Regions from separate parts of the Mus musculus genome. Here all the other regions are linked to region 2. Evidence: chromatin contacts called from public HiCAR-type and HiChIP or PLAC-seq data. All regions are on one chromosome and are shown on one strand. Each heading gives the region's core, a stretch centred on a gene start, on an enhancer-like site or on the middle of the called end of the contact. The rest is flanking DNA. Distances are from core to core; before and after follow the strand shown.

The links. HiCAR-type assays count read pairs that join an accessible place to other places. HiChIP or PLAC-seq counts read pairs in DNA pulled down with a chosen protein or histone mark.
Region 1: a contact with region 2 is called in a HiCAR-type map of fibro-adipogenic progenitors, with 2.8 times the contacts expected there. The contact joins two enhancer-like sites. A contact is called at or near these places in 1 of 15 datasets of contacts at CTCF or cohesin (the NIH/3T3 cell line), 4 of 115 datasets of contacts at active chromatin or transcription factors (the NIH/3T3 cell line, embryonic stem cells and fibro-adipogenic progenitors) and 1 of 9 other capture datasets (embryonic stem cells).
Region 3: an H3K27ac HiChIP or PLAC-seq map of the NIH/3T3 cell line shows a contact between it and region 2, with 3 times the contacts expected there. The contact joins two enhancer-like sites. A contact is called at or near these places in 1 of 15 datasets of contacts at CTCF or cohesin (the NIH/3T3 cell line), 9 of 484 Hi-C or Micro-C datasets (the C2C12 cell line, the HL-1 cell line, adipose-derived mesenchymal stem cells and 6 more) and 6 of 115 datasets of contacts at active chromatin or transcription factors (the 3134 cell line, the NIH/3T3 cell line, embryonic fibroblasts and 3 more).

The regions. Positions count from the first base shown.
Region 1 is chr1:121,110,401-121,114,203 of GRCm38.p6, forward strand. All of the region lies in intron 2 of Celrr (cerebellum expressed regulatory RNA), which reads left to right. Among named protein-coding and RNA genes, the nearest start is that of Celrr, 25 kb to the left of the region's middle. Within about 2 kb of position 2,126, at least 50 of the 459 cell types and tissues checked have an H3K27ac peak or open chromatin away from gene starts, as enhancers often do. A contact at or near this core is called in the NIH/3T3 cell line and fibro-adipogenic progenitors, where this site is marked.
Region 2 is chr1:120,756,168-120,760,482 of GRCm38.p6, forward strand. The region is part of intron 2 of 2610027F03Rik (a long non-coding RNA gene); the gene reads left to right. Among named protein-coding and RNA genes, the nearest start is that of Gm29345, 48 kb to the right of the region's middle. Within about 2 kb of position 1,779, at least 87 of the 459 cell types and tissues checked have an H3K27ac peak or open chromatin away from gene starts, as enhancers often do. A contact at or near this core is called in the C2C12 cell line, the NIH/3T3 cell line, fibro-adipogenic progenitors and 3 more, where this site is marked.
Region 3 is chr1:121,012,865-121,017,062 of GRCm38.p6, forward strand. No RefSeq gene overlaps it. Among named protein-coding and RNA genes, the nearest start is that of Gm34698, 21 kb to the left of the region's middle. Within about 2 kb of position 1,462, at least 49 of the 459 cell types and tissues checked have an H3K27ac peak or open chromatin away from gene starts, as enhancers often do. A contact at or near this core is called in the C2C12 cell line, the NIH/3T3 cell line, muscle stem cells and 2 more, where this site is marked.

The DNA.
Region 1 (3,803 bases), core at 876-3,375, 350 kb after region 2:
AAGAAAAGTAGCTGGAGAGGTGGCCCAGTGGCCAAGAGCATGTGCTGTTCCTATAGAGGACCCTAGTTCTGTTCCCATCTCCTATATATGACCGCTCACAACTTCAGGACCAGGGTGTCTGGCACTACTTTGGCTTCTGCAGGCACTACATTCATGTGTACAAACATGTGCATGCATGTGCGCACACACACAGAGGTGTGTGTGTGGGGGGGTGTAAATGAGTTATCAGCAGCCAAAGCAACTAGTATTAATTCTGTAGTGAATGTCTAGCTGGGCAATGTTCCTGAAGCTGTCCCCAGTGATCAAGGGAGGTGGGGGGTGACCCATGAAGAAATGCTTAGTATCTGCTCACATTGACAAATACTAAGTCACCCTTCTGCAAGTCACAGTGATATGCCCAGTGGTCTCATTTACTAATGGTTAGCTGTATCAAGATACTCGTGGGGTTTGGGGTGAGATAATTTAGTCTGTCAGACAGGATCTGAGTTCAATCTCCAGTTCCCACATTTAAGAAAAGGTGAATGTGTTGGGTAGTAAGGAGCAAGGTGGCATTTGCATGTAATTCTTGAGCTAGAGAGGCCGAGACAGCTAGGTCTCTGGATAGGCCAGCCAGTCTGGCCTACTTGATGAGCTCAGGACTAAGGAAGGAGGAACCCCATCTTCATACAAGGTGGGAGCTAGAGAGATGGTCCAGCAGTTAAGAGGGCATACTCTCCTTGTAGAGGTTCATGGTTCAGGTCCCAGTATTCACATCCATTTGTTACTCCAGCCCTAGGGGTTCTGACACCCTCTTTTGGATTTCCCAGACACTTGCTTTCACACCTGAATACACACACACATACAGACACACAGACAGACAGACAGACACACACCACATACACACACACACACACACACACACACACACACCACAGACACACAACACATACACAGACACAGACACACCACACACACACACACATACACACACCACATACACACCCATACACCACACCCACACACTACATATACACACACCACATACACATACTACACACACACACACAGACACACTACACACACATATACCCCATACACACATAGACACACACCACCACACACATACACACAACATATACACCCACACACCCACACACTTTCACACACACCCCACCTACTCCCCCCGCCACACATACACCACACACACACATACCACACACACACACACACACACACACACACACACACACACACACACACACACACACACACTATGTTGCTATAGAAAAGTAGCCCAGGCTTTGACTTTCCCACAAATGGCTAGCTTCTACTTGTAACCTTCACTTGTAGACCATGTATCTCTTCACTAAGGCAGAAGCCACAGATCTGAATTCCTTCCCAGATGTTGGAGAAGCACAAGGCCTTCCCTAGCTTGGGAGTTCCTTGGGATGGGCCAACCTGGGCTGGCAGCAGTGGGTGGGCCTTGAGGACAAGCTGTCCTGGGAGGCCCCTGGTGACTATTACATTGAGAGATCTCTGAGGCCCAAGTCTGCTTAAATTATCCTGGTTTCCCAGAGTGACTCAGAGTCATCATTTTCTGTTCTTGGCTGCAGCGCAAACCTTTCATTTATTGCTGATGGACTGTGTGAAAACAGGAATACACAGGCCATTCATTCCGAGCTCTGTCAGCCAGGAGGACAGCATGCTTTGCAGAGGCCATTCAGAGGGAAGTCTCCTGTTCAGCTCACCAAACAATACCAATTCCTCAGCCTGGCTCTCATTGTCTTTGCTGTTCTCCCCCTTCTCCGAGGCCAGCTGTTGTGTTTCCCCATCCTTTGATGTAATGCAGTCCTCATAGAGTAATATGTTTGTATAATACCCAGACACAAAATCTAATTATCTCTAGAATCCCCTTCTTGCTGTTACAGTTAGGAGAGGGGCCCGCCAAGCTGCCAGCACACTTGTAGACTTTAGCAGGGCTTGGGGCACTGGTAGCACATCACCATGTTCTGTACACTCAGAATGCTAACCACTTTCACAGAGATTTTTTGGGGAAGGCATTGCTCAGAAAAATCTTACAGTGCATATTCTTTCCAGATGTGAGGGTGAGCTGGCTCCAACATCTGCCACCCAATACATATTTGTAATACTTTATGGCACTTTCTGTTTACAAGGCTGTGCTTCTCTGGATGGACAGCCCCTCGTGGGCCAAGACTGTCTTAGACTGAGCAGATGGAAAACAAGCCAAAGCATGTAGAATAAATGGACCATGCTCACTAATTGATTTATTAAGTGTGGCAAGGGTCAGGGTTCCTGGAGAAAAATACTCATTGTGCATCCCTGCCTAGGAATCCTGGGATTTGGAAGGAGGACTCTGAGGTCATCCTCCATTACCTCACCCTTGGCCTTCTAGGAGGGATGATGAGAATTTGGATACACTCCATTTGGATTCCAAAACTTTGGAGGTTTGGTTAACATTGGAAGGAAACAATGGGAGAGGAGCAGGAACTGTGCGCCAACTGCATACCAGTCATGACATGAGATAATGCTGTCATTGTGAGATCTGTATTATCCCTTCCGTTTACACAGGAAGAAAGCAGGGCTGGCACAAGAGCTTCTGCAGAGAAAGAGGTACAGATGAGACCATTTGTACTGACTCTTCTGGCCAGTGAGCTCTCTCTCTCTCTCTCTCTCTCTCTCTCTCTCTCTCTCTCTCTCTCTCGTGTGGGAGGGGTGTGTCTGTTTATCTGTATGTTTGTGTCTGTGTCTGTGTGTTGGTGTGTGAGCGTGAGCAGAGGGATAACACAGTACTCAAGTGTCGATCTTCCACGTTGTTTGAGACAGTTTACCGTTCACCATTGCACATTCCAGATGATCTGGCCAATCAGTTTCCAAGGGCACTCCTGTCTCCTTGCCCATCTCCCCATATGAATACTTAGATTGCAAGGTCATGCCACTGCACTTGGCTTAACATGTGCACTAGGGATATGAGCATGGGTCCTCATGCTTTTGCAGCAAACCTAACTCACGTGCTCACTTCCCTGCCCCCTCACGTGCTCATTCTTATTCCGGTCATTTTGAGGTTGATATTATCAGTTGAATCAGACAGGGGTCACTAAAGTCAAAGTCAGGGAGAGGCTGAGGCTGATGCTCACTAGAAGAGCCATGTGAGACATACTTTGAGAGCTTGGGGACAAGATATTTTTCCCTTTGATTTCCAGAAAGATATGGTTGAGGCATCATAAGTCAAAAGCAATTAGGAGGGCTGGGGAGATGTCCAATGGGCTAAAGTATTTGCCTCAGAATTCTGAAGACCTCAATTTAGGTCCCTAGAACCTGTGCAAAGCCAAGTGTGGTAATGCATGTCTCTAATCCCAGACTGCCTATGAGAGGTGAACACAAGAGATTCCCCTGAAGGTCACAGACCGGCTGGTTGGTGTATGCAAAAGAGAAAGAGAGACCCTGTTTGAAAAAGGCTGAAGGTGAGGTACAATATCTAATGTTGTCCTGTGATGGCCACACAAGTTCAGACACACACATCACATTCATATATACATTAAACACATGCCCACCACATATACACATATGCATGCACATTTGCACATAAAGCACATATCACACAGTATTATCAAACATGTTTTATATTTCCTATAATGTTGTTCCTTCAGCCGAAATATCCCATTCAGAAAAGATTGGAACCATCAGAGAGGAGTAAGTGGATTTTTTTGCCTTCCTTTTACTAGCCCTGATTTTAGCTAGACAATATATTTTTTTCCTACTCACATTCAGAAATCTCGTGAAGGATTCTCTAGGGAAACAGCCAA
Region 2 (4,315 bases), core at 529-3,028:
TGGGTGTGGGAAAGCTCCACCCAATGAAGTACTAAAATCTTTAAATACTCATGGCCTTATTACCCTCATAATTCTCTTCAGAACAATGGAAATAGCAGTGAAATCGCTTTTGAGGCAGGCTGCAGCTAATTATAAGAACTATTTTAAAAAGTATGTGTGTGCATATGCCTGTATATGTATGCCAGTGTTTATAGAGATCAGAGGTCAATGTTGGGTGTCTTCTTCAATCTCTCTCTACCATTATTTTCCTCTTTTGAGACAGTCTCTCATTGAATCTGGGGCTCACCAATTAGCTCCAATGGCTGGGCAGCAAGCCCCAGAGAACCTCCTATCCCCACTGTCCCCAGGTATGAGCCTTCAGGTATGCAGTGACACTCCTGGGTTTTTTAATGGGAGCCAGGGATTCAAGTGTGGGTCCTTGACAAGCACTTTACCCACAGACCCATCTCTCCAGGTCTGATTATAATTATTATAATAATAATTATTAAAAGGCATCCTGTATGTTTAGTGTCAATTCAGAAGTATTTGTCATTTCTGATCCCGACTCTCACACTGTCCCAGGCTATGATTACCCTCTTCCTCCAGCCTGCTAAATCCTGAGCTTACAGGCGTGTGCTACCATGCCTGGCAAACACCCTTTAGTACTTGGCCTCCAATAACTGAGTTTGGTTTAATTAAGTAATCAGATGGACTATCACAGATAAGCCAGTCCTGAACACAAACAACAAAGGAAAGTACTTCTAAGACACAGCCATTCCTGTCAGGTTCTGATCACTATCATCTTGATGGTTTTTATCTTTTGTATCATAAAATAATTCATCTTAAACATTGCACTTAAAGGAACTTGACTGCTGATTCATATTTGAGTTAATCTGGTATCAATTACTGGCTTGGGTTTGGAAAATTCGATGTCTGAGCAGATGAAATACTTCAATACCTTAGATAGAGCTGGTTTCTGGATCCAGCCTGCAGTGGCATGGTCAGAAAAGTTTAAAATATTTCTGCCAGATTCAAAGACGAGCAAGATTAAAAATTCCCAAATGTGTATCCTGGATCTCCTCCAAAAAACATTCCATCTTTATTCATTATTGGATATTGTCTTGATTAAAATTCCTGTTGGTTTGTCCTTGGTTAAGTAGTAATCTTGTAGCCTAGCATTTGGAATGTATTGGGATCATGTGACACGCGTGAGCCCAAATGAATATAGAGAGATCTCTTTCACAAGTCAGCAAGGACGACTAGAACGAGTTCAGATTTCAGCAGCGCAGCTTCAGGCGGGGGGAGGGGAGGGAGTTATCTGGTCGGCACATTCTTTGCCAACATGTGAGTCAGAAAGAGCTGTTCAAAGCAGGATGACTTTCCCCGTAACACCAAAGTCCTGAATCCAGGCCGATTTCTCCAGAGAACTTGAGATTCTCCCCCTTCTTCCCCCTTTATCTCTCTGTTCTATTTCTAGCAGTTGCTAACTTCACCCAGTAACATGTGAAAAATGCAGTCCACAATGGGAAGCAGATGACTAGGCCACCATCTTCTGAGTCACCCTTCTGTCCTCTGCATTCCTTTCAAGACTGAGGACTGATTCTGAGGAGGGGCTGAGCAGGGAAATCCAAGGGAAATTTGGGTCTCTTCAATAACCCTGAAAGAGAATGTGTGTATGTGTGTGTGTGTACGTGTGTCTGTCTGTATGTGTGTGTCCACATGTTTATGTAGAAGCCAGAGGACAGCCTTAGCTGTCCTCTCCTTCCAGGCACTGTCCACCTTTGAGACTGGGTTTCTTAAGGACCTGTAGCTCTCTGATTCAGCTAGGCTGGCTGGCCTGTTTCTGCCTCCCTCGTATAAGCATCTACTACCATACTTGGCTTTTTAACGAGGGTGCTGGAGATGTAAACAGAGGTCTTGCATGGTAAGTACATCACTGAAAGAGCCATCTCCCTACCCTCATGCAGATGCTTTTTTGGTTCCCACAACCTGCCTGGTACTGATCCCCAGGGACTCCAGTCTAGGTCCTGATGCTTGTGGAAGATCAAGAAGAAAGGGAGGGAGGCTGTGCAACATTGGAAGGCCCAGCTGGCCTTTTGTTTTGTTTTATATTAATGGGCACTGGGACATGAAGTCTGTCTCAGAGCAGGGAGGGACAGAATATTGGCGAAGGTCTGAGTCCCCAGAGATGACAAGAGCTGTCAGCACCTCTCTTGTGCTGGAAACATATCCGTCAGCTAGAAAAAGTCATGAGGTGGAGCTGGAGCCAAGCGTTTTGGGATAGACTCAACTTTAAGGCAAGCTGTCGGGGAGTCAGTTCAAGGCTGTGTAATCCCCAGTATGGCCGGTAAGAATACCACGGGGGCCTGGAGGAAACTATGCTCCTGCTGGCTCCAGGAACTGGGTCGGGATCCTCAGGAACAAAGCATCCAGCTGCAGTGATAGCTGCAAAGAAGCTCAAAGGGGTGTGTATGTGTGTGTGTGTGTGTGTGTGTGTGTGTGTGCACATTTATGAAGGTCAGAGGTCAATGCCAGACATCTTCCTCAATTTCTCTCCACCTTATTTGTTGAGATAGGGTCTCACCCTAAACCTGGAGCTCAGAGATTTGTCCAGACTGGCTGACTGGGAGACCCAGTCATCCTTTGCCTCTGCCTATCAAGTGCTGGGAGTGTAGGCAGGTAACTCCAAGCCCAACTTTTCATATGGGCGAGGGGATCTGAATGCAGCGCCTCACACTTGTGTGGCAAGTGTTATCTCATCAGCCTGACACTTCACAGTATCGTGTGACCCTGGCCGCCCAGCTTCTGGGAATCTGGCCTGCTACTTACAGAAATGAATGAGTCAGCTCACTTCCCATGAGGCCAAGCCTCAGGCAGTCTTCTTGGGTTTAGAGTGAACTTGCCTTCAGTCTCTCACCCACGTGCAGAAACACCAGTCAAACCAGGATGCTGAGTAGTTAGTTAAATGGTAGCTATGAGATGATCAAGGCTCTGTCTGGTTTCTTCAGATCTGTAGGCCCCACACCCAGAATAGTAACTGCATATCCATATTTGAGATTGAGTAAATGAATAAATGAATGAATAATATCAGATTTGTGAATAAGAATCTATGGTGCAATAGTCAAATGGTTTTGAGCACATGAGCTGACAAATGCATTTAATATTTTAACACATATATATCATATAACATAATACTTTAGTTCATTCATCTTTTCCCTCTCCATTCTCTTCCCTTCTTCTTTCTTTTTTTCTCCCCTACCTTTGTTCCCTTTTCGTTAAGGTTTCATTATGTAGCCCAGGCTAGTCCCAAATAATCCTCTGCCCCAGTCTCCCGAGGGCTAGGATTACAGATGTGCACCACCACACCCAGAGGAACACATCCTTTCAACAAAGGGAAACTCAGGACAATTGGAGTAAGGAAAGGATCCCTAAGCTACTGTGAATTACTTCCTTTGCAATGCTAAGCAGGTACTGTCCCATTAACCCAAGGAGGAAATGGAGGCCTCAAAAGGTGAAGTCCTTTGCCTAAGGTGCCTGAGAGGAAAAGAGGTAGCATGGTTCACACACAAGGCTCCCATATCAGAACTGTCTTAAGGAAGGAATTACTGGTCATTTCCTTATGGTGCTACTGCGCCAGCGTTTGGGGAATTTGGACAGCGTACACACAGCGCTGGAAAAGAGTTTAGAATGATTTCTTTTTATGGGAAGATTTTCGAATTTTGAGATTCAGATCAGATTAAGTAGGTGAAAGTGCTTTTTCAGGCTGCTTGGCTTGATGCTAAAACACAAAATAATATTTACAAAAAATTGTCCTGGATCCAAATCCCATATAAATGCATTATTATTATTATTTTTTTTTTAGCCAAGAGCTCACAGAAGCAAGAAATAAATCACCATGCCTCCAAATGAGGCGGTGACTGGGAGTGAGCCGGGTGTTTGATGAGGTCTCTGAGGGCTCATGGTTTCCTTCCAGCTCCGTAGCACACAGCTAAGTCACACCATCTCTCCTGACCCCACTTTCACTGATGTTCCAATTAAAAGCTCCTTAAAAGAGTAATTATTTTCTTTTCAGTTGTTTATGTTTGTGTATATGCGCATGTGTACGGAGGCCAGAGGGGGAGTTGGAATTACAGGAATTACAGGGTGAGCCATCCTCCGCGTGGATGCTAGGAACTGAACTCAGGTCCTCTGCCAGAGCAGCAAGTGCTCTTAACTGCTGAGCCCTCTCTCAGCTCCTCCAACATCATGTTAGCAACCCCTGCTTTGCTCCCCCCCCTCAATAGCATCAGAATCAGGAGAAGTCATGCAAGATGGAGGTCCTATATTCTATGATTAT
Region 3 (4,198 bases), core at 212-2,711, 260 kb after region 2:
TGGGGAAAGTACATTTCAATTAGCATGTCACTGCTAATCATGGCGGCTTCCAGAGAGACATTCTGATTAAGGTGGTTGTTGAACAATACATCAAAAGTTGGGGCTTACTAAAAAGCTGTTCCCTTCAAGGTTGCTCATGTCACCTGATGCCTGGCTGAATTTCCTGAGCTTTTATTTAAAATCAAATGAGACATTCAAAATCCCGCTTTAAACTGAATCAATTCAAAAAAACTCCTTCCACTTTAGTACCATAAATATTAGCCAAACCACTGGTAGGTGGAGCATACAGGACCAAGTGAGGTAAAGGGAGGCTATGATGAAAGACTAGGATGGTCTCAGCTTCTCTAGGGCCATCATCTGAAGTGGTCCATGATGTAAAAGATGTTGGTTATCAATTTATGTGGGCAAACACATGTACAATAATGTATACATGCATGTCTAAGTCAGATGTGTTGCCTTTCAGGTGTTTTCCTCAGTAGGTTTCCACCCTAGTTTTTGAGATGGGGTCTCTCGATAAACCTGAGTTTACTGATTTGTCTCAACTTGCCAGTTAGCAAGTCGTTCGAGTCCTCCTATCTATGTGCCAGATCTGGGTTGACAAACGTGCAGCCATGCCAGGCTTTTTAACATGGGTCCTGGCCCTTAAACTCAGGTCATCCTGTTTAGATGGCAAGCATTTAGTGACTGAGCCATTTCCCTAGCCCCCTACTATTTTCAAGCTATTTCTGATTGTGAGCTTTTGCAGAGGGTGGAGAAGTCATGATCTATGATCAAAACAAAGTGAAATAAACTTTTATTCTGCTGTGGACAAGGAAACTGCAACTCTACATGCTTCAAGCAAGAGGTTTTCTTCCTCAGAACTTCATCCCACTCATACTTTAGGCTGAGATTATGTTCATAAGCTGTAGATAAATTTACAATTCCTCACTCAACAGTCAGTCTTGCTGTGAGCTTTATGTACACGTGCAGGCACACACACACACACACACACACACACACACACACACACACACACACATTTTTTTCCTCTTTTATGTACTCTGCTGCCGCCGTTAGGACATTAAACGTTAGGAAGTTTTCTGCTGTGTTCTTTTTTCTTTTGTGTCCCTGTATCTTGTTAGCTCATACGGATGTCCTTAAGATTGACGGTACAATTTTGTGCAATTCAATCCAGGGGAACATTCCAATCTCTCCCAGCCTGAAAAGTCCGGGAAAGACAAGAACACCAAATTTGTTCCCCTTATCTACCCAATTTAGTAGCTATTTGTCACCGTCAATTAGTCAAGGGTGAAATAATTACCCGTGGCTTGAGTGAGAGAAGTGAAGTCTGATTGGCAGCAAGAGAAAAGAATAATCAGATCGTATGAGAAGGAAATATGAGATGAGTGGGTGGCGTGGTTGGAAGACCCAGGGCAGGCCTTCACCCAGAATACCTCTGAGTCACGGCTGCTGGTCTGCCCTTTGTGACTCATTCCTTCAGATGAGCCTGGCTTTCTTCCTGGAGCTATTTTTAAAGCATCTCAGGACCCAGACAGGTTAACAAAAATTCAGTCACTACACAGTATGTCTTCTTTTCATTTTAATTCTTATTTTATTTATTATTTGTGTGTGTGTGTGTGTGTGTGTGTGTGTGTGCGCACGCGCTTGCGCGTGCATGCACACAATGAGTGAGTGTGTATGTCTGTGAGTGTGGGTATTCATCTGCCATGGCATGTGTGTGGTCATTAGAAGATACTGCAGAACTTTAGGATGGTTCTCTCCACTCAGATCAAGAAAACACTTTAGAAGTATTCTGAGTGGCTTATCTCTGGTCTAGCCAAATTGACAAGCAAAATTAAGCATTATACAAGGTAAATATATATGTATATACACACATATATACACATATATGTATATATGTTTACATATATACACATATACACATATATACATATATATACGTGTATATATATATATACATATATATATATATATCATAGTAAGCACATCATTTGCACTCAGTGTAAAGGATTTTTTTTTTTTTGGCCTGGTCCTACCCCACTGTCAGTGAGGCTGCAGAGTCTTTCACTGGTGGGCTGGCTCTCGGTCCTCACAATCTTCCCAGTTCTTCTGAGGACCACTTTTAGCTTTACAAAGACAACCTGGTTCCTTGGGTTTATGACCTGTACCTTATTTCTCTCCCTGTCATTACAGGCATCTCATGTGTCCAAGCCCATCCAGCTCTTTCTGCTACTTGTCCTCATTATCTAGTCAAGAGCACATTTTTTTCTTTTACCTTTATAACCTCCATTTCACTTGACTTAACCCCCAAATTTACATATCATCAATGAAGGAGAGCAAGAGAGAGGAAAGCTGTACAGCAGAGAATAATATTACAAGACCAAGAAAGGAACTTTGGAACAGATGTGATGTCTCAGTGCTTAAGTGTGCCTTCTATGTAATCTTGAGGACTGGAGTTTGAACAGAAACACTCATGTGACAAGAAGGGTGTCCTGAAGACACTCTTTCCACATCAGAGACACATGTGCAAATAATCACACAAACACGTGTACATAGATAAAATAAATCTTTCCTTTTTATAAAAGAAATAAACAAACATTTACTGTGCTAAGATATCTCCCTAGTTTCATTTCTGTTGCCACAACAAAATGTCCTGATAAAAAACAACTTGCAGTAGAGAAGTGTTTATTCAGTTCACAGTTTATGGTAACCATCCATGCTGGCACAAGGACGTGCCCATGGCAGGAGCATGAAGCTGCCAGTTGAGTCCAAATGAATGGGTGCATGATTCTTTACTTGGTTCATTTCATGGTCCTTATATAATTCTGGACCCCTGCCTAAGAAGTAGTGTCACCCACAGTGGACTGAGTCTCTCCTTATTAATTACCATAATAAGACAGCATTCCCAAGACTTACCCACAGCCTAACCCATAGTAGACAATTCCTCATTGAGAGGCTTCCCAGGAGATTCTGGGCGGTGCCAGATTGACAAATACATCTACCTTCATCAAGACTAGACACTAAGATTTGAGAAATGGGTAAGAAGCATAGTGCTCACACTTTCCCACTGCTGCCCTGCTAGGAGTCTTGAATGGTTTCTTCTGAAGGCTTGATGCCCTAGTGAAGAAGAAAGCTAGGGTAGTGAGGAGGGAGTGGGGTTGGGGAGCACCTCATAGTAGTGGGGGTAAGGGGAGATGGGATAGAGGGTTTGCAGAGAGGAAACCGGGAAAGGGGATAACATTTGAAATATAAATAAATAAAATAACCAATTAAAAAAGGAACTTCAGGTGTGATTTAGGAATGGACTTTGAGCCGTATAATAAACCTGGGTAATATGGAAAAGTCTGGCTGATTTGTATAAATCCTCAAAATCAAAGAACTTGGTCAGTTAGATCAGCCTCTGAGTAGAAGAATCCACATGCCATTGGGGACACAGCACAATGTGCTCATTTCCTGTTTAGAGGCAAACTGTAGAAATAGGGGGTTTTTTTGTTTTGTTTTGTTTTGTTTTGTTTTGTCATCAACTGTGGCTAAGGGCTCAGTGGACCTAGGCACTTAGGTACAGTTAGAACTTCCTGACAGAGAAAGAACCGGGAGTTGGTCATCACAGACACATATTTCTCATATTTTGCTGACAATCAGGCCTATAAGAAAAAAATAGCTGGGGTGAGATCAATCAGGTGACAACCATGTCCTCCCAGTTCTGTGTCAAGGCTCTGCACTTCACCGTCCCACTCTGTTGGTCAGCATTCTGTCACTGTGACAAAATGCCTGAGGAAGCTCAACTTATTAGCCCAGAAACTTAATATATTGAGATATAAGATACAATTTGCAAAACACATGAAACTGAAGAAGAACGAAGACCAAAGTGTGGACACTTTGCCCCTTCTTAGAATTGGAAACAATCACCCATGGAAGGAGTTACAGAGACAAAGTGTGAAGCTGAGACAAAAGGATGGACCTTCAAGAGACTGCCATATCCAGGGATTCATCCCATAATTAGCCTCCAAATGATGACACCATTGCATACACTAGCAAGCGTTTGGTGCAAGGACCGTGATATAGCCGTCTCTTGTGAGACTAGGCTGGGGCCTAACAAATACAGAAGTGGATGCTCACAGTCAACTATTGGATGGATCACACGGCCCCCAATGGAGGAGCTAGAGAAAGTATCCAAGGAGCTAAAGAGATCTGCAAC